Regions from separate parts of the Mus musculus genome. Here region 1 is linked to region 2. The links are chromatin contacts, called in public HiChIP or PLAC-seq maps. All regions are on one chromosome and are shown on one strand. The core of a region is the stretch at or near the end of the contact, and the rest is flanking DNA. Distances in the headings are between cores, read along the strand shown. Region 1 overlaps Hivep2 (human immunodeficiency virus type I enhancer binding protein 2). Region 2 has its middle 20 kb from the start of Hivep2.

Region 1 (2,700 bases), core at 39-2,538, 110 kb before region 2:
CAGAGGACAGCCTGCACTGCACATCAAAGCCAGAGGCCCTGGGAGGCTGGCCTGCAGCCAAAGATGCTGGGAGCCTCTTGGGGAGTGCACTGCCTGGGACAATAGGGAAGGGACCTGGTAGAATCTATGAATTCCAAGCACTGGGGAGGTCTTCTCAGAGATCCTGCCCTCTCCTGTCAGAGCCGTGATTTAATCTCTTTGAAGAAATAAAAAAGGAAAAGAATATACATTCTCCAACTTCTCTGTTTGAAAGACAGACACCACAATGCAAGCTGAAAGCACTCTGGTCCCTATAGCCTGCAGCCAGTGTCCAAAACAATAGAGCTAAGTGAGATGTGGCGCCCTCCTCCTCCATCTGAACATGGGCTTTAAGTGAGGGGAATAATCTCAAACATTTAAATGCAAACATCACGGTAGCGCTGCTACAGCCTCCCAGATATTTCCCACCAATTCTGTTTAATTAAGAGTCACCTCGAATGTTAATTATAACCTGACAGCTGTATGATCTGGCAGGGCACAGCTCGCAGGTCCCCTTTTAGGTAACAAGGGTTTAAGGTGAGGCTTCGAACTCTGGCTCACAAGCATGACACAGGCTCCTGCTTGAGAAGGACCTACTCAACAGAAACAGAATTAGCTGGGGACTCAACTTCGGCTCACAGTTTTAAAGGTAAGCAAACAGGAGACTGAACCGGAAACAGACCCCTGTCCAGTACTAGGGTTCTGTGAACAGATCAATCTGGGCTGGAAAAGGGCTTTCAGTACAAACTTGAAGATCTGAGACCCAACCCCAGGCGCTCCACACATATAACGGCAGACACCCATTGCTGGGTGGCCTTCTGTCTTCTGGCTAGCTGGTTTTGTCTCATGGTTGATCTCTGGGTTCAGAGTGAGACCCTGACTCAAAAAATAGGGTGGAGAGTGGCTGAGAAAAACACCTACTGTTGACCTCTAACTCATACACACATAACATGCATGCACTACAAACCTATGAAAGAAAGAAAGAAAAAAAAAAACTTCCTTTCCATGGTCTTGGTATGTGAAGGATGAAGGCTGCCACCCTTCAAGATCCTTTCAGACAGAACAAACAGCAGAGACTCTTGCAACCTTAAAGTGGGTGGATCCCCTGTGAGAGGCTCATTAGAACAGAGAGGGCCTGTCAGGTCTCTTTCGAGAGGAAATGTATGCGAGTTGAGGTCACTCAGCGCTAATCGGGCCTGTACATCACGGCTGTGAGGCCAGCAGCATAAGCTCCATTAAACAAGCAGTTTATCATAGCTCCGCCTGTCATCCCTAATGGCATGCTGAGGGAGGAATAACTTCCAACTCCTTGCTAATCCGGTGTGGGGATGCCAAGGTACAGTGTTTTACTTGATTGCATAAAATGAAGAGCTATTTTCAGCCTCTGAATCACCGTCCTGGCCCCTGCATCAATCCTAAAGCTGTATTACGATCCTTTCAAAATCTCTTTTCTCTTCCACTTTCACTGATGTTGACATAAGCAAGCATTTAAAGAAGTTGTGGTAAGCCTACAAAACATGAAGCTGCTAGAGGGAAGAGGACAGAAAACACAAGTTGACAAATATTTACCATTTATAGTGATCACTATTACAGTGACAGTGGGCAGCCAGCACTAAGCAGAACTCCAGGTCCCAAGGTCACAAGCGATTTTGTTTTAGTCACTCCTGAAGAGGGCTTAGAAGAAAAACATAACAGTAATGGAAATTTTAAAGCTTCTAACTGATATAGGAAGAACCCTCGCTATTTCTGTGATTATTCTCCTGGGACTTGTACTGACTGTTCGAAAAACAGGATGTTTTGTTTGTTGTTCCTCATAAAAGACAGCCAAGCCAGTATCAAGACTCAAAAACCATCCAAGTTGCAGATCCATGTAAAGTTTGGAGATATTCAAAAAGCCAAATGGAATTTTTACTCATGTATTTAATTTTTTTTTCTCTTTTGCTCAACGTGAGATGACCTCGGGAAGTGAGTTTCTTGTTATTATGGATGCCAAAAGGGAAAGACGGTTACATAAGGGCACTTTGCACCCTCTCCACATCCAAGCTCCAAGAATTCCACCCTAACTACAGCTGACTCTTCATAGCTAAGGCTTCATATTTTTAAAATTAGCTCAGATTAATGCATTATAACTAGATACTGGGTTCACGTAGTCTGAACAGGCTACATCCAACCAATGAGGACTGATGGCTTTTACTTTTTATAAAACCAGAAAAGACATGGCTTTATTATCTGAATGCTTAACAAATTTTACTGCTGAAGAAATACAATTTGATTCCTATTTTAATCTCTGTGACATTCTGAGGACCCCAATAACAATTCTCTCCTGGAGTTGCTGCAATGTACAGCAACTGTGATGAAACCATTCACACAAAAAAGATGAATTTAACAGGACTGGATTTCAAGCTGACCTAAAGTGAGGATAGCCACACACACCGAGTGCTATCTGGACCTGGAATGGCCTCTTGATGAAACTTGAGTTTTCCTCCAAATACTTTCTTCTACACAATGGAAGGATGGGTGCCCCCTCCCCGATCCTAATGCACAAGAGAATGTAGGCCAAACGGGGAGGGAGTGTACAGCGCAGGCGGCTCAGCAAAATGAAGCAACTGGTTGGCTTCTGCTTTCTCCAGGCACTGGTTTTACAAAGGGCCTGGAGAGAATCAAATGAAAACTGCCTGCTGC
Region 2 (2,853 bases), core at 59-2,558:
TATATCTCATAAAGCCATATTTTTAATTAAGAAAAAAACTTACTCAGTATGTTCTTTATAGTTGGCTTTCTTGCATATAGCGATGAATATGTCAAATCTTTTCATTCCAACAAATTAATATGATCCATTCCCAGCCAATGTCCTCTAATTTTATTTTCTCTCTAGTCATTTCTCCTCAGTGAGACTATAGAATCTATAGAATCACAACTGGCAGATGGATAAATGATGCCCTGTGATAAATAAACACTTTGCATTTTTGTTTCATTTCAAACAGGATCTCACTGTATAACTCTGACTGTCCTGGAGTCCACTGTGTAGACCAGGGTAGCCTAGAACCCAGAACTCAAAGAAATTCACCTGCCTCTCCTAACCGAGTGCTGTGATTAAAGGTATATGCTACCACGGCCAGCTGGCACTTTGCATTTTATTCTCCTTTCTTATCTTTTTTTCAGGGCTCTGTCTGCTCACCATGGTACTGCCCCTGAAATGCATGAGGCTCCCTCTGATAAATAAATCCTCACCTAATACAGTTAGAGCTATACTCAAAGCAGGCCAACGTACAAGAAGCAGTATGCATCCAGTATGCAGCTAGCTGGTTTTGTTCTTGATATCTGTCCTTTAAGACAATGGTTATTTTCCAACAATCAAGGATCTTGAAAAAGTATTTGGAGATTCCTGACCTGGGCATCTGGTATGAAAAGCTCCCTCAAATGTTACCTGGGGAGATTATCACTTGACTAACTGGCAAAACAGTTCATAGTATATCAAACGTTGCTAAACCATAAGGGTAAAGAAAAATTACTTTTGAATATGTGTGTGTGACCTTTCCTTCCATATGCGTACAGTAGGGGGAGGGAGAGAATATCATGTGACAATTACCTTGATGACAATGAGGGATATTTTTAACACTCCAGACCGCCTCCTATGCCCTTTCCCAGTCAATAAACCCCCAAACCAATCTGTATTCTAACTCCTACCTTCATCTACTGATTTTTGAGTAAAGAGATATGCTTCCTTATTTATAAGTGCCCTCGTGCTAGGTATTGTTAAGTGACTAGAGATAGAGGCGAGAACAAGGCAGATAAAGGCACGAAGGTACACGAGGAAACATGGGGAATGAATAAGACTGATGATAAGAATTGTAAGAACAAACCAAGTCATCAAGAGGCAATAGACTTGTTGTGGGACCAAGACTGGACGTCAGCAGGGGCGTTCACAGGGTTGACAATTTTGCGCTTAGCACTGAATGACAGGGAGAGGCCATCAGAGAAAGGGAACAGAAAGTGCAGAAGCTCAAGACAGAAACAGCTCAGCACCATGAGGAACCGAGAGCCAGCACGGTTGGGCTGAGGTTGGGGGAGTGAGCAAAGGGCCTGAGAGCTGACCAAAAGCTTAGACAGAGGCAAGCACAATTACTGGGTAGGCCACTTTCAAAGGAGGGGAAAGAAAGGCATAGGGGATAATCACTCACATACACACACACACACACACACACACACACACACACACACACACACTAATTATTTTAAAGCAAATTTTTCACAGAAACAACCTTTCAGACTTGGATAAACAGAGGCTGCTGGGTAGGACTTACAACTAGGTGGCAGGTCAGTGAGGGAAAGATTCCAAAGCCATGGACTTTGTGAAAACATAATTATACACACTGAATATAACAAAAGGAAAATAGTTCTTCAGGTAGCAAGCCTTTCAGAATGTGGGTGCTTTTCTTCTCATTTTTCTAGGGCTAATTAGAGAGAGCTGGGAAACACAGTGCTGCCCACGGCCCTGCCAACCCATTGTGGGCATTTCTAATTTCAGATAAATGAAGCCCTTGGTTACCACCCCCGGCTTGTCTTAGAACATCCATTGTATTATCAGAATAGATGAGCAAAAATAATAGCCTCTGGGTATCTCTAAAGGGTACCTTTCTCTATGGTAAGATGCAAACTCAAATCACATCACTGTGTTAATAAAACAACTCTAAATTTACTTTACTCTTGCATACTGCCCTCTTAAAAACCCAATTTTTATTTCTTTCTGTCTTTCTTTTCTTTGTTTTTTTTTTGACATTTTCCCATAAAAATGCGATATATTTGACTTAAACAGAGCACTAACATTTTCATGCATATGTAACTATAGATCTCGGATACCTTAATCAGTTTTTGTTTGTTTGTTTGTTTAGCAAATACTATTTCTGGTCACATGGATACATGTAAATAAATTTAACAGTTATCTGATAGAAGGTCAACTGACACCCTTAAAATCTGTGTTTTTATTAAGTAAAACATGATGCTTTACTGGGTAGGAGGATAAAACCTCAATAAGAAAGTATGTGGTTAGAACAGTAATTTCCGGGGACTGAACAGAGGTGGCCCATAATTCAGAGCACTTGCTGCTCTCTCAGAAGACACAGTTGTTTAATTCCTGCTGTCCAGGTGACCTGTTTCCTCATCCTTTTTATGGGCAGAATAAGATCCCAGAAGATTGTTCAGAGGGTAAAATGAATACATGAAGATGGGCTGGGGAGATGGCTCAGGGGGTATCATACTTGCTCTGGAAGCAGAAGGACTTGAGTTCAGATCCCCTGCAGTCATACACACACACACACACACACACACACACACACACACACTCACACTCACACTCACAAAATCAGACATGGAGCATACCTGTAATCTCAGCAGTGGGAAAAGGGCTAGGAAGAATCCTGAGGCCCTATGGCCAGCCAGTCCAGCTGAAAACTAAGCTTTAGGTCTCAAAAACTAAGGTAGTGATTTCAACTGAGGAAAAAGTTCTGATGTCAACTTCTGGCCTCTGCAAGTGCCTGTATCCTTACATACGTATAGATGCTCA

Evidence for each region. HiChIP or PLAC-seq counts read pairs in DNA pulled down with a chosen protein or histone mark.
Region 1: an H3K27ac HiChIP or PLAC-seq map of microglia shows a contact between it and region 2, with 3 times the contacts expected there. The contact joins two enhancer-like sites. A contact is called at or near these places in 2 of 15 datasets of contacts at CTCF or cohesin (CD8 T cells and large pre-B cells), 1 of 484 Hi-C or Micro-C datasets (nephron progenitors) and 3 of 115 datasets of contacts at active chromatin or transcription factors (CD8 T cells, embryonic stem cells and microglia).

The regions. Positions count from the first base shown.
Region 1 is chr10:14,054,384-14,057,083 of GRCm38.p6, reverse strand. The region is part of intron 1 of Hivep2 (human immunodeficiency virus type I enhancer binding protein 2); the gene reads right to left. Among named protein-coding and RNA genes, the nearest start is that of Gm51759, 72 kb to the left of the region's middle. Within about 2 kb of position 1,288, at least 115 of the 459 cell types and tissues checked have an H3K27ac peak or open chromatin away from gene starts, as enhancers often do. A contact at or near this core is called in microglia, where this site is marked.
Region 2 is chr10:13,945,131-13,947,983 of GRCm38.p6, reverse strand. No RefSeq gene overlaps it. Among named protein-coding and RNA genes, the nearest start is that of Hivep2, 20 kb to the left of the region's middle. Within about 2 kb of position 1,308, at least 46 of the 459 cell types and tissues checked have an H3K27ac peak or open chromatin away from gene starts, as enhancers often do. A contact at or near this core is called in microglia, where this site is marked.